Regions from separate parts of the Pan troglodytes genome. Here region 2 is linked to region 1. A link is a contact called in public HiChIP or PLAC-seq data. All regions are on one chromosome and are shown on one strand. Each heading gives the region's core, a stretch centred on a gene start, on an enhancer-like site or on the middle of the called end of the contact. The rest is flanking DNA. Distances are from core to core; before and after follow the strand shown.

Region 1 (3,621 bases), core at 125-2,624:
ATTTAAGGAACTGAATGGAACTCACTCCTCTGACAGTTGGGGGGTGGAAGAGCTGGGCAAGGAGGTGTCCCGGCTGCTTCTGCTGTGGACAGCTGCATGGCAGGGGAGGAGCAGTGAGGCAGGCAAAGCCCCCCTGCAGGGGTCTCCTTGACTCAGGAACATGAGGAAGATGAGGATACTCTGACCCCCGATATTCTTGGACAATTTCCCAGGCCCTCTCACAAGCCCGCAGCTGGAGAAACAATGGTTTCTAAAAGAAACCACTGGAATGTCAGACAGGGGCCCTGGGACCTTTAATGGCCAACCCCAGGCAGTTCCAAGAATTACACAACTGGGCCACTTCCAAGATGTTCTTCCTAAGAAGCATGCTGTAAGTAAATCAAAGCCCCACTCCTAGGTCTCACACGAAAGTCTCCACAGTACCACATTCCCCAACCCCACATCCCGAGAGTCTTCTCTAGGCCTTGGGAGGTCCAGAAGTCAACACCCGCTCACTGGTGAGGTCCCAAAGTGCTTAGTAAGCAAAGTACATTTACAGGTGAATAGCAAGGGAAGGGAGGGGAGGCGAAGCAGGTTCACACACGAGCAAAAACCACTGTCTGGGCTGAAAGGAAGATCGGAGATGATCCAACCCGTCTCTAGAACTGGGGCAAAAGAAGAGGGACGTGGGAGGATATGCAGCTGGTCGAGGGCCCAGGTGAGCCACAGGACAAAGGTGGCGCATCTTATTGGTACCTCAACTTCACTCACAAACGTTGAAAACGCTGAAAAGGGAGGGAGAGCCATGGATTATATACGGAAGCACAGGACGGGAGAATCAAGAGTGTGAACAATTAACACAGAAAAGACCGATCTTCCACCTCCAGGACCCCCAGGTAGCAGTCCCTCAGGTAGGTGGGAGGAGGACTCTGACAGGATCATTTGGGATGCACGAAGCTAGTGCAAAATGACCCCTATTACAAATGAGAAAACAGGCCCAAGGAGGGCAGGACTCTCCCCAACTGCACCGGAGTTGGCTGCCAAACATCCATCGGGCCTTGCCTATGGGCTCCTCGGACCTTTTTTCGACTCTGTTCTCTCCCTGAAATGGGTCCTCCCACTTTCCCTTTTCTACTTGCGCACTCTTCTTTCCCCAGGAAACTTTGCAAGAAAGGCAAAAGCGAATCCCAGGAAAAAGACTAGCACATCAGTCACATGTTAACTGCGCCCGCGCGAATTGCGCATGCGCATGCTGAGCCCCACTCGTCCCAACCCCGGTCCCGCCTCTCCACACCTCACCAACATGGCCGCCTCAGCAACAGCCCCATCCTGTGCGTCACGGACGCGGCGACTCCTGACGTCATAGGAAGGCGCCGGTTTCGGCGGGGGCTGCACGTGCGCAGGGGTGTGGAAACTTACCGGCTGAGCCATGGATACACCGTTAAGGCGCAGCCGACGGCTGGGAGGCCTAAGGCCCGAATCCCCCGAGAGCCTCACCTCAGTTTCGCGGACGAGACGGGCCCTTGTGGAGTTCGAGTCGAACCCAGAAGAAACGAGGGAGCCCGGGTCTCCTCCGAGTGTGCAGCGGGCTGGCCTGGGGTCCCCCGAAAGGCCGCCGAAGACAAGCCCAGGATCACCCCGTCTGCAGCAGGATGCAGGCTTGGAGTCCCCCCAAGGGCAGCCAGAGCCAGGCGCAGCGTCCCCCCAGCGTCAGCAAGACCTACACCTGGAGTCGCCTCAAAGACAGCCGGAGTACAGTCCTGAATCCCCACGATGTCAGCCGAAGCCAAGTGAGGAGGCACCAAAGTGTTCTCAGGACCAGGGAGTACTGGCCTCGGAGTTGGCCCAGAGTAAGGAGGAGCTGACCCCGGGGGCCCCCCAGCATCAGCTACCGCCGGTCCCGGGATCACCAGAGCCTTACCCCGGTCAGCAAGCTCCCGGTCCGGAGCCCTCTCAGCCACTACTGGAGCTGACACCCAGGGCACCTGGCTCCCCCCGGGGTCAGCATGAGCCGAGCAAACCACCTCCAGCTGGGGAGACGGTGACAGGCGGCTTCGGGGCAAAGAAGCGAAAAGGTTCTTCATCCCAGGCCCTAGCGTCCAAGACGTTGAATAAAGAGGAGCTTCCTGTAATCCCAAAGGGGAAGCCCAAATCGGGACGAGTGTGGAAGGACCGCTCCAAGAAAAGGTGAAGTGGGGGACAGCATGGACAGGGGTGGCGTTCTCTATGGTGTTGGGACCCCGCCTTTGCCCTGCTGCAGCCTGGAGAATAGCCCCAGGGTTAGAGAGAGCTCACGTTAGTGGGGATGTTAGCAAACAGGTAATTACAATCAGAATGTGGTAAAATGCCCTGGGATCCCGGAGAGGGTGGGGCCAGGCCCTCAAAGATCAATTTCTCTGATGCCTTTCCTCCTCAGGGTCCCTATGGGCCTCTCCTGTAGCACCTCAGGTCTGTATTCGTTCAACAGACATTTACCGTTGTCTGCCCTCTCTAGTAAGGGAGGCAGAAGCAAGTAAACCAGCCATTACTTGATCAAAGCAGTGAGGTCTTCATCCAATATAGTCTATTACAGTTATTTGCCTTTAAAATAAAAAGTATTACTGAGCACTGATTATATAAGGATTTACCAGTCAACAGCCTTAATAAGGATTTACCAGTCAACAGCCTTTCAAACATGGAACAGCATGTGTCATCACGCTTAATCTGCACGTCAGCCCTGTGAAGCAGGTGGTGTTATTATTCCTGTTTTTTGTGTGAGGAAACCAAGGCTAAATGAGTGGTAGGCACAGGACCTGAGCACAGATCTGATTCCGAAGCCTGTGTGCAAAAAACCCCTTTACCCAATCCCTGTAGATCCACCTTGAATTGGATTGCAACTTTCTTAAGGGGCAGGCACGAGATCTTTCTTGTCTTTCTGTGCCAAGGGCATAGTAAATGCTCAATGAATGCTTATTTAATGAAGGAACGAAGTAGCTCATCTGAAGAAGGAAGAGTGTAGGCTGCCATGAAGGAGAGGTGTGGGGTTCAGTTCCAATTCGAGCTAATGGGAACCACAGGGGGGAGTCAGGGATGTATGCCTGTGAGGGACCATGAGGAAGGAGGGTGTTTTTAAGGAAGAAGCTGACTCTGTGCCAGGCTTCGTGCTAGGCCCTTTTCTTGTATCCTTAAAACCCTAGGCTGTGGATATTATCCCCCCACCCCTGATGAAACAGAAGAAACTGAGGCTTACAGGGTAATTTACTGCAAGTCTCCCATGGGAGAGACTTTGAGGCTAGAGTGACTGTAACTGTTGGAGAAGTGGATGATGGCACTACCCCTCTGCCCTGTCCCAGGGGGTCACAGGAGAATGGCAGGGCCGTTGATGGCCATGTGGAACTGGAGGAGGCTGGTTCAGGTGGGAAGAGGGTGATGAGCAAGTTGAGCGGGTGAAGCTTGGGGTCCTGGTACTCACGCTGCAGGTGGGGAGATGGGCTTGCTGAGCTAGAGGGGGCTGGGCCCATGCAGAGGTGGGGAGAAGGGAGGGGCCCACACAAGACACAGGATCAGCAGCTGGAGCAGAGTAGGAGGCCACAGATCACTTGACCAAGAAATCTGGAGAGAGGGTGTGTGGTTCCAGCTCCCTGCCCAACTGCAGACCCATCC
Region 2 (3,716 bases), core at 81-2,580, 550 kb after region 1:
TGGAGGTCCCTGCTATATTTATCCACTAGCCTCCTAGAGTGTGAGGGTTCCTAGTGGGAGGCCTTCTATGCACATATTACTCTCCAGCTTCAGGGAATTGTTTCAGGCCCTTCCCTTTTAAGCCTAGAAGTAACAATTACCGCCCCACCCCATTCCAATTAGCCAGGGGTACAGCACTTTGCTTAAAGCTTAGTCACTCTTGGCCGGGGGCATTAATCACACCTGTAATCCCAGCACTTTGGGAGGCGGAGGGGGGCGGGTAACCTGAGGTCAGGAGTTCCAGACCAGCCTGGCCAACATGGTGAAACCCCGTCTCTACTAAAAATGCAAAAAAATTTAGCCGGGTGTGGTGGGGGGCACCTGTAATCCCAGCTACTTGGGAGGCTGAGACTGGAGAATCGCTTGAACCCAGGAGGCAGAGGTTGCAGTGACCAGAGATAGCGCCATTGCACTCCAGCCTGGGTTACAAGAGCAAAACTCCGTCTCAAAAATAAAATGAAATAAATAAAATAAAGCTTAGTCACCTTCCTCAGGCTACCTGGTTGGAGCGTGCCATCTGTTTCCTGCTTTACCCTGATTGACAACGGGCTAACAGCGAAGTCAAGTCAACCTGGGTCCTCTCAAAACCCTTCTTTTTGCACTCCCCTGCCTGCAGCAACACAGTTTTCTGTTTTTTGTTTTTGACACAGAGTCTCACTGTCGCCCAGGCTGGAGTGCGGTGGCGCGATCTCAGCTCACTGCAACCTCCGCCTCCCGCGTTCGAGCGATTCTCCTACCTCAGCCTCCCAAGTAGCTGTAACTACCGGCGCGCGCCAGTACGCCCGACTAATTTTTGTATTTTTAGTAGAGACGGGGTTTCGCCATGTTGGCCAGGCTGATTTCGAACTCCTGACCTCAGGTGATCCATCACCTCGGCCTCCCAAAGTGCTGGGATTACAGGCGTGAGCCACTAAGCCCGGCCAGCAACACGCTTTTACCGCTGCAAATCCGAATCAGGCAGGCTTTGAAGCCCAGCTCACAGGCCGTCTCTTGGAAACTAACTTAGATCTCCACCTGGGAGCACTTTGTCCTCTCAGCTCCCACTGCACCACTTTATGGATCGCGTGGTGACTCGTTTCATTTTATTTATGTGTGTTCCTGGAAAGGACGCTCTATTTCCCTCGTGTCTCTACCTGGTAGGTAAATCGGCCGCAGAAAAGACCAATGCTAACTCCACCCTGCATTTGCAGAGATCCGTCGCTCACACCTTTTCTTGTCTTCCGTTGAAAAAAGAGAATCGTGGGAGTAGGACCTATTTGCCAATCTCCTGGTAACACTATCACAACTGGCCACTTCCGCCCAACGCCCGGTAGTCTGAGAGCCTCCAAGGTCCTCCCCCGCACCCCTGAGGTCCTGCAGACGACGGCGTCGTGGGTGGTCACCGTTATCCCTTAGGTCTGGAGAGGGGACATCCGAGCGAGGGCCATTTGCGGCCAGGCCCGAGCTCGTCCAGCTCCGAGCTCGTCCAGCTCCGGGTGACCACAGAGTGCCGCGGGCGGGCAGAGGGGCCGGAAACCCAGGCCGCTTCGTCCCTGTTTCCGGCAGCGCCGCGCTGCTCCGGGAGCCGCTGTGGCAGCGTATGCTGCCACGGGGACTGAAGATGGCGCCGCGAGGTGAGATTCCGGAGGTGTGTGAGTCGCTGGTCCCTTTCCCTTCGGTCGCTCCCTCCCACCTCTGTCCCAGAGCTTGACCTAAACCCTCCATTCTCTAGCGTTAGGGACGTCGCGCCTCCCTGGTCCAAAGCCGGCTTCCGCGGTCCCGCCCACCCTGGGTGCCTGAAGGTCTCAAGGTGCGCGGCTCAAATAAACGCAGATCCTTGGCTGGGCCACTTCTAGGCTGGCTCAGGTGCGAATCTGTTGGTCTCCGCGCCCCAACTTCCCCTCCCAAATAGTGACAGAGTGAGATCTTTGAGATGTCTGTCAGCTGCGAGTTACCTCTTGACTTTTATTCCTGAAGCCGAAGAGTCGAGTTTCACGGTGATTCCTAGGAAACGAGGGAAGCCCCCTCCACTCCCACCCCCGTACCCTCGCCCCCTCATTATCAGCAACCAGAAGTGCCCCTGAGTGGCCGGTCCCATTAGTTGCAGCGTCTAGTTTCCCCAAAGTTAGACACCAACCCATACGAGCAGAGAGGGAGCTGCCTTCCGGCCCATCCCACTTCTCTGTGCTCCTTTTTCAGGTAAACGGTTGTCCTCCACCCCGCTGGAAATCCTGTTCTTTCTGAACGGGTGGTATAATGCTACCTATTTCCTGCTGGAACTTTTCATATTTCTGTATAAAGGTAAGGAAGGCTTGGGGCTTGACGACAGCATCCCTTCCCCACTTCAGCTCAGAGCCAATTCCTACCAAGAACCTTCTTATTTTCCGTTCTTTTCTGCCCCCTGCAGTTCTTTGTCGCTGCAAGGCAGGCCTCCTCATCAGATGGCTTCTTTGAGTATGATTCCATAGGCAGCCCCTCAGCAAGAATTTCTTGAGTTTGAGAAATGTGGGCTTCTCCATTCTGACTCTGCCCACATCACTGCTCTTTGCTGAGCTCCACTGTAAGCCCACTGGTGACCCTTAGAAACTATTCAGTGGCCTGTGTACCCATGTACATCCAATCATTTTGGAGAGTGGAGTCCCCAGAGACTTTTGGAGTTAGGAGTAAAACACCATAATAATGAGCCTGAGTCGCATTGTGAGTTTATGTATCCTGCTGCTGTAATAATGCCCACATCTCACTAACTAGTTCATGGAAAGCTGAGACTGATGTCCTCTTTTTTCCCAAGTGTGTGGCAGTTCTTGTGGGTGCTGTTACATGCTGTTCGCAAACTCTGGCTTTTGTATTGGCAGGTGTCCTGCTACCATATCCAACAGCTAACCTAGTACTGGATGTGGTGATGCTCCTCCTTTATCTTGGAATTGAAGTAATTCGCCTGTTTTTTGGTGAGTGTTGTCCAGAGAATATTTCCACTCCTTATGAGACAAGCTGGTATCTGTAACTTGATTAACAAGAAAAGTACATAACCTAGGTTGACTATCAGAGACTGGATCTGTATATCCTATTACTCCGTCTCTGAAGTTTCAAGTTGCTGCTTCATACATTGGGTCAAGATTTACCTGTTTGTTGCTCTGTAAGGCTAGAGATGGGCAATAGAATGGGATATTAGATGATTCCTTCCCAGCTGCCTAACTGCAAGAAGAGTGCTTGGTTCTTCTCACTAGTATTCTTAGGGGAATAGGTTCAGTTGTAACTCCATGTCAGGGCAGGCAGTGTATCCTGTACAGATCAGTACTAAGATCCCTAACAATTCTCTGAATAAGGATCTCTGTAGGAGTTTTTTGTTTTTTGTTTTTTGGTTTTTTTTTTTTTTTGAGATGGAGTCTCGCTCTGTCCCCAGGCTGGAGTGCAATGGCACGATCTCGGATCACTGCAATCTCTGCCTCCCGGGATCAAGCGATTCTCCTGCCTCAGCCTCCCGAGTAGCTGGGATTACAGGCGTGCACCACTGCTCCCAGCTAATTTTTGTATTTTTAATAGAGACAGGGTTTCACCATGTTGGCCAGGATGGTCTCGATCTCTTGACCTTGTGATCTGCCTGTGTCGGCCTCCCAAGGTGGTGGGATTACAAATGTGGGCCACTGCACCTGGTCGGATTTTTTTTTTTTTTTTTTTTGAGATGGAGTCTCACTCTGTCA

Evidence for each region. HiChIP or PLAC-seq counts read pairs in DNA pulled down with a chosen protein or histone mark.
Region 2: an H3K4me3 HiChIP or PLAC-seq map of stem cell-derived excitatory neurons shows a contact between it and region 1, with 2.0 times the contacts expected there. The contact joins the promoter of TMEM216 here to the promoter of CCDC86 in region 1. A contact is called at or near these places in 1 of 7 Hi-C or Micro-C datasets (stem cell-derived neural progenitor cells) and 1 of 1 datasets of contacts at active chromatin or transcription factors (stem cell-derived excitatory neurons).

The regions. Positions count from the first base shown.
Region 1 is chr9:63,092,565-63,096,185 of NHGRI_mPanTro3-v2.0_pri, forward strand. CCDC86 (coiled-coil domain containing 86) reads left to right here and starts at 1,375. Exons shown (of 4, transcript NM_001246553.1): 1 at 1,375-2,166. The coding sequence starts at 1,409.
Region 2 is chr9:63,640,471-63,644,186 of NHGRI_mPanTro3-v2.0_pri, forward strand. It overlaps TMEM216 (transmembrane protein 216), which reads left to right and starts at 1,331. Exons shown (of 5, transcript NM_001242568.1): 1 at 1,331-1,652; 2 at 2,218-2,319; 3 at 2,871-2,963. The coding sequence starts at 1,619.